Regions from separate parts of the Mus musculus genome. Here region 2 is linked to region 1. A link is a contact called in public HiChIP or PLAC-seq data. All regions are on one chromosome and are shown on one strand. The core of a region is the stretch at or near the end of the contact, and the rest is flanking DNA. Distances in the headings are between cores, read along the strand shown. Region 1 holds the start of Ptpn3 (protein tyrosine phosphatase, non-receptor type 3). Region 2 holds the start of 1700042G15Rik (RIKEN cDNA 1700042G15 gene).

Region 1 (3,436 bases), core at 607-3,106:
TCAATTCCCCACACTCCCCCGGATCCAAGCGTAGGCATTTGTATTATTTAGGGCACAGAGAGCGCAAGGCTTTGGTAGCAGATCACACAGCAGCTGGTAGAGGACACTGTGTTCAGTCAGCTGTCTCTGAATTTCAAGTCTTCCCACCATGCTTGGGGGAGGAGGGTGACCCAGTACTCCCTGCAGGGAAGTAGAAGACTGACGGCCAGGTGGGACTCAGTGGGCAGCTTCGCCAATCCCTCTGGGGGTTCTTCCTTCCGGACGCTGGGCTCCCATGGCTCCGAGCATGCCCAGTGCTCTCCCCGCCACTCCGAAAAGTGCTGCCCTGGCGCCCGAGCTCCAGGTTTTGCGTGCGATCCTAGGCGGGGCCAGGACAGTGCAACCCCTAGGACTCCGGGCTCTGTAGGAATTCCCCGGACGCGAGGTTCTGGCGGCGCCTGCAGCGGTGCACTACCTTGGGACAGAGACCGGGATCTAAGCCAGGAAGTCAGGCACGGCTGAGGGTCTCGTGGTGACATGGGAACAAAAGGTTCTCGGGATATCTAGCACCCAGGTCCGACCATAGAATCCTAACCATCTCTCCATCCTTTTGTTATCATATTCATTCAACAAAACGTTTTTAGTTCTTACTGGAAGCCAAGCGTCGTTTAGAGGCTGGGTCTCTTGAGAGGCGGAGTTACCGAGCTGACACAGAGGGGAGGTACTCCTTAAGGGGGAAATCTAAGTCGCGAGAGACAGCCGGCAACATACTCCAGCAGCCCCTCCGCTCGCCCTTCCGTTTCACGGGCACAAAGCTTGCGCTCGTTTTGTTTTGAGGTTTTTTTGTTTTTGTTTTTGTTTTGTTTTTGCACCGGCTTTATCGTCCCAAGAAAGCTTCCTTGTTTAGCTGCGTGACTGAATGGTATTTGTCACCTGATCTGGTTGTTCCACCAGCTCTCACCGGGCCACCCCCTATCTTTCTTGCCTGGCTCCTTTCCCCTGTTCTTAGAATTTATCACCTAATACCCTGCGTTGTTTACGGACCTGTTGTTTGTTGCGAGAAAGTCCCTTCTAAACTCCCAACAAGGGGCAGAGATTTTGTCTATATATTAAGTGTGAAGAACGTAAGTAACTGTTGAATGGATAAGTGATACATGCTTGGAGTGCGGTAATGGACTTGGAGAGGGAGCAAGAGGTCAGGGCTAATTTAGAAAGGTAGCCAGAAAGGTCTCTCCTACAAGAGGCACCTGAATGGTGAGAGGGCTCGAAACACCAGCAAAGCAGGGCAAAAGACGTCCTACCTCGAGGGAAAGGCAGTGTAAAGGTCTCCAGGCGGGTCAAGTTCAGAGGGTATGATGGGGAGGAAGGTGCAGTCGGAGCGCAGGAAGACAGGTGTGGGAGGAGGCGGAAGAGGCCGGCTGGAACGCCCGCCACTAGGGGCCCTATAGGCTTTGGGAAGGGCTAACCTGCCTGGTGTCCTAGGACCAGCAAAGGAGCCCTGCGACCCCCAACTCAGCCACGGAGCCGCTGGAGTCAGCGAGACCCCCAACTCAGCCACGAAGCCACCGCGCAAGGCTCGCTGTCATTTCAGATTCGTTGAGCGCCAAGCCCTTGCCATTCTTAGGCATGCAATCCGGGAAAGCCAGGCACACAGTAGGTGTTCAATAAATGCTAAAAGCACGAATGGCTGCGTGCGTGAGCCAGGGGACCTGGAGGTCTGCGGGAGTTTGGCAGGTGGTCTGCGGAGGCCAGTGGCAGCGTCCCACGAGTTTGCCCCGGGCCCGCCCCTGTCCCGGGTCCCCCGCCCCGCGCGCGGGCCCGTCGCGGCCACAGCCGGGCCGGCGGGAGCCGCCCGCGGGCTGCACTGGGCATGCTCAGACGGCGGCCAGGTCGCGGCGCGAGCGAGCTTCAGTGCCGCCCGCCCGCGCGACCTACCTGGGCGCCCCGCGCCCCCGGATGCTGCAGGTATGGGAGACTGGGTCCTCTGCGGGGAGGGTCGGAGCGCGGGCTGCTGCGATCGCGGACACGCGGGGCTTACCCAACCCCCACCCGGTCCGGGGCTCGGCGGACACGCGGGAGGACTAGCGGTTGAGCTGGTAGCCCCAGGTCTCCGCGCCACGTCGGGCATCCGGGGGGCGCAGGCCCGGATCACCTGGCGGGGCTGGGGCGGGGCGCGGGCGTGGGCGGCAAAAGGCTGGGCGTTCTGGACGCAGCGGCGCGGGCGTGGGCGTGCGCTCCAGTCTGGCCGAGCCCTGGGCTTGGCGCCGAGGTATCCGCAGCCCGGCAGAGGGGGCGCACCGCTGCGGGGATCCAGCTCTCCGCGGTCCCCGAAGCTCAGCCACCCGGGGCGAATTCCCCTTCAGATTGCAAAGATGGCATTTCCTGGGCCTGGCACGAACTCCAGTGCCAAACCAATCCGCCCCGTTCCGCGGGCGACCGGGGTGGCTTCTCTGGTAACTTGCGGTGTGACACTGCTGCGTTGTGCAGGGAGAGAGCGCGCCCGGAAACCCCCGCCCCCGGTTGCTGCCTCCTAAACTTATTACGAACTTGAGGGTTGCCTTTAAAAAATTCATGAGAAGTTAAGATAACTTGACACCTGGGTGTTCCGTGAAGGTACAGGGAACTTGTGGTTGGGAAACTCTAGACCTAGGTTCAAGTTGGGCTCTTCCCCTTGGCCAGCTGGTGACCTTGGACGAGTCGTTTAACCTCTCTGATCCTCCATTTCCTCCACTGCACGCAGGCAGCAATAATGCCCACCTCGCCTGGTTGGTGGTGGATTAAGTAGGATAAATGGTGTGGAGGTGTTTGGCTCCGTGCCCGGCATAAAGCAAGCGAGCAGTTGGCGTGATGTGATTTTAATTCAGTTAGAGACCCTCATGGCTCCCATTTTGTCAGGAAGGTAGAATTAGGCAGTCATTTTCTGGGTCTGTGTTTGTGCCCAGGAGAACGTCTGCTGAGGCTTTGAAAAAAGCAACTCCACAGAGCGGTGGTGAGCTGCTCTTGTTTAATGGCAGTCTTTGTGAGTTCCGAAACTCCAGAAGTTGACACTCGGGCCTCACAGAAAGAACTATTTTTGCAAGATGATCCATCTTGCAAATGTCGAAGCGGATGAATTGGAAATCCTGGTTGGGAAAAAGATGCATATTCTGCAAAGCTCTCATGCTTAACCTTATGTTTTTGGATTGGGGAGCGGGGGTCTCTTAGCTTCTCACAGCGGGTTTGATCGTTCTTTGTGGTGGCTGCTCCTTGTGCATTACAGAGTGCCCAAAAGCCTCTGCTCAGTAGGTTCCAGTAGCAGCCTGCTTCCGACCGTGCCTACCAGGAATGCCTCTATATAGTGTCTGGGTTGAAGTGCCTCACCACCTCCACCCCTCCCCCACCCCACCCCCCGTGTCGTCCCTCTTTCCCCTTTTAGTAGAATTAACTGAGTGAGATAGCCTCCGCCTTCTGTGTAACC
Region 2 (3,386 bases), core at 431-2,930, 64 kb before region 1:
TTTGACATCTGAGATCAGCTCATCGTGAGTCAGCTTTCCACCGCTGTGACAAAATCCTGCCAGTAAACAACTTAGCAGGAGGAAAGGCTAGGAGCTTCAAAGTCTCCATCCGTGGGTCTTGGCCCTGTGGCACCACAATACATCATGACGGGAGACAAGGCAGGGGAGGCCTAGCCACTATACCACACCCAGGAGATGAAGAGAGAGACAGGGGCTGGCGAGATGGCTCAGCAGGACAAGCTCCTTGTTGCTAAGTATGATCCAAAAGTGATCCCCAGAGCCACACTGTGGAAGAAATGAACTGAAGAACTGATTCCTGCAAACTGTCCTCTGACCTACACACACACACACACACACACACACACACACACACACATACACACATACACACACACACATACACACATACACACACACCACACACACACACTACACACACACACACATACACACACACTACACACACACATACACACACACACACACACACTACACACACACATACACACATACACACACACTACACACACACATACACACATACACACACACATATACACACACACATACACACACACACATACACACACACATATACACACACACATACACACACATATACACACACACATACTCATACACACATACACACACATACACACACACATATACACACAAACACATACATACATACACACACACACACACTACACAATACATACTGCACACTATCAATTGATGTAATAAAAAAAATTAAGATCTTCTGAGAAAAAAGAAACAAGCTTGTCTCTCACCCCAAATGTACAGAAATAAACCTAATGTCTACTATGAATACCCAGCTGAGTCCACACAGCTACTATGGAGCCCAGTGTAAAATAGAGCCCAGTGTAACTTTCTTCCCTGACAGTCTGTGACTGGTTGCAAGGTTTGGAGGAAATGCAGCTATGTCACAGCTGTCGTCGTTTCTCCAGGGATAGACTGAGGTCTTTATTAAAGCTGGCATGCCCTACAGGCTACCAGGAAAGTCAAGTTCCTCAGAGAGAGCTCCCCAGAACAGGGTTTCTCAGAAGGAGTTCAGCCACCCCGAGAAGCAGGTAGAGAGGAGTAGCTGGGAGTCTGTGGGGCAGATGTCCCAGGATCACCCAGTGTGTCCTGAAACAGACCACAACAATGCTTTAACTGCCCTGAAAGACCACAGGCACATATACCAGATCAGAGGCCAGCCAGACTTAATGTTTCAGGAGACTAGCTAGAAGGAACAGAAAGATTATTCATTTCATTGCTAAGTATGTTCTCTGTTTATAAGTGTGGTGTGGTGTGTGTGTGTGTGTGTGTGTATCAAAAAGCACATGGGTACTAAAACTAAAGAGTGGGTAGAAAAGTAATTAAGGATGCAGAGAATCTTTTAGGATGCTAAAAACAGTCCTTAAATTGATCATATAGATGATATAAAGATAGAAGATACATAAGTATATCAAAACCCACCAAATGCATGTATAAATGGGTGTGCTTTCATACATGTTATACTTCACATATTTATCACAGAAGCATGTCTATAGGGATTTCTAGTGAAAAAAAAATTCCCTTGGAGGGTTCATACAGTTGCTGTCCGTTGGCACTGGACCATAGAATGTGATGGCATCACCAGTGATGTCAGAGAAGCCTTTTGGCTGGACTCTAGTGACAGTTTGACTCCTCAACAGTCATACTGGTGGCAGGAGCACAGAGCAGTGCCTCTTGATTGCTGGTTCAGGGGGAATGACCCCAAGCATTTGAGGAGAGGAGAGCCTGTGGTCAGCTGTTTCGTTTTGGGGTTCTTCCTGGCCCTTAGAAGACCGAGATGTGCCCGACTGCACAGAAGACGAAGTTGAAGTCACTCTTCTAGAAACTGCCTGGTGCAGATGCCATGGTGACAGATATGAAAAGGATGGGCCTTTGGTAAGAATATAGCCTCTTCCAGGCAGAGGCTCTGATCTAGCAGCTAAATCCAGCTAGAAGTGAGGACTCAGGCCATACAGGTAGAAAAGAACCTGGGTACAGGAGAGGTTTGTAGGTCCTGGCCACCTTCTGATACCTATGACCACAGGAGATTAGAAAAGTTGCCTCAGAATCAAACTCCCTTTCCTAAGGAGGAAAGGGAATCCTGAGCATTGATGATGAAAATTTTCAAACAAAACCTGAGTTCAAATTTTTTTTTCTCTTCTATTTATTAGCCAGGTCAAGGTCAAGGAGGGCTTAAAGCTTGTTTGGGGCCTCCATTTCTTTGTCTGTTAAAATAGGTACAGTGGCCCCTGTGTTACGGGGTTGGCTGGAGAGTTACATAAGACAGTTCTACCACCTCCTGGATGTTCTCAGAGGGAGCACACACTGTACCCCGCCGGGCCTCACTCTGGCCTTTGCTTTTAAGAGAGTGCATTGCGATGTGCATTCTGGCCTCGTACTACCTTGTCTGTGATGTAACTGAAGGAACAGACAGAGTAGTTTTCTTACTCTGCAGCTGGAGGGAGGAGTGGGGCAGCCTGCTGTAGTAATAGTGCTGGTGACTTTCTAACCTACCTTTGTGTGGGTTTGCCTGTACATTTGTGCACATATACATGTGTGCAGGTCTGTGTGTGTACCAGAGGCTACCCTTAGGTGTTCTTCCTCAGGACTCTTGTATACCTTGTTCATTTGTTTGAGAAATAAGCTAGGACCTGCCCGCCTCTACCTCCCTGGTACTAGGATTGCAAGGAAGTACCACTATACCTGGCTTTTACGTTTTGGTTTCTCGTTTGGTTGACTGGTTTGGTTTGGGGTTTTAACTTAGGTTCTGGGGGCTAAACTCTGGTCCTTGTGTTCACCGGCTGAGCCATCTCCCCAGCCTCCGTACCACTCTCTTCAGAAGCAGCCAAGAGGAGGGACACGAGGCAACAATTTTCTCCACAACCAACACCCACTAGAGGACTGTAGAGCAGAGCCTGCCACCACTTCCTTCCCAGAACCTTCTCATTGTGTGGGAAGCGGGGACAAACGGGGAAGATTAAAGATGGAGATCTTCCGGCCAGACCTAGAGGGCAGAGTGCAGGTGGGGCAGGGTCACAAGGAGCTGGTATGCTGGGCCCGAGGCTTTATCATAGATGTTTATTCTTCCCAGGTGACCTCGCTACGCCCATTCCAAGGCCACTCCACCCAGGGTGGTGCTCAGGAGCCAGAAGTAGCTTAGTCTCTGGTTGCTATTTACTTCCTCCACATTTGGCTTTGTACTATAAAGCAGCTCCAGGGAGCTGGGGAGGTGAATCTTTGTTTGAGCCCTGGCTTCTCTTGCGCAGACGTTCATCTCTTGGAACCCTCATGATGCAGTACAAACCTCTGAATCCCAGTGCTCTCATCTGGGTTCCTCAGGCACT

Evidence for each region. HiChIP or PLAC-seq counts read pairs in DNA pulled down with a chosen protein or histone mark.
Region 2: a contact with region 1 is called in an H3K27ac HiChIP or PLAC-seq map of embryonic stem cells, with 6 read pairs. The contact joins the promoter of 1700042G15Rik here to the promoter of Ptpn3 in region 1. A contact is called at or near these places in 2 of 115 datasets of contacts at active chromatin or transcription factors (both in embryonic stem cells) and 2 of 9 other capture datasets (adipose tissue and pancreatic islet).

Annotation. Positions count from the first base shown.
Region 1 is chr4:57,298,789-57,302,224 of GRCm38.p6, reverse strand. It overlaps Ptpn3 (protein tyrosine phosphatase, non-receptor type 3), which reads left to right and starts at 1,856. Exons shown (of 26, transcript NM_001384115.1): 1 at 1,856-1,944. Gm12536 (a long non-coding RNA gene) reads right to left here and starts at 2,486. Exons shown (of 3, transcript XR_003955208.1): 1 at 1,915-2,486; 2 at 1-454.
Region 2 is chr4:57,362,586-57,365,971 of GRCm38.p6, reverse strand. 1700042G15Rik (RIKEN cDNA 1700042G15 gene) reads left to right here and starts at 1,680. Exons shown (of 3, transcript NR_038179.1): 1 at 1,680-1,938.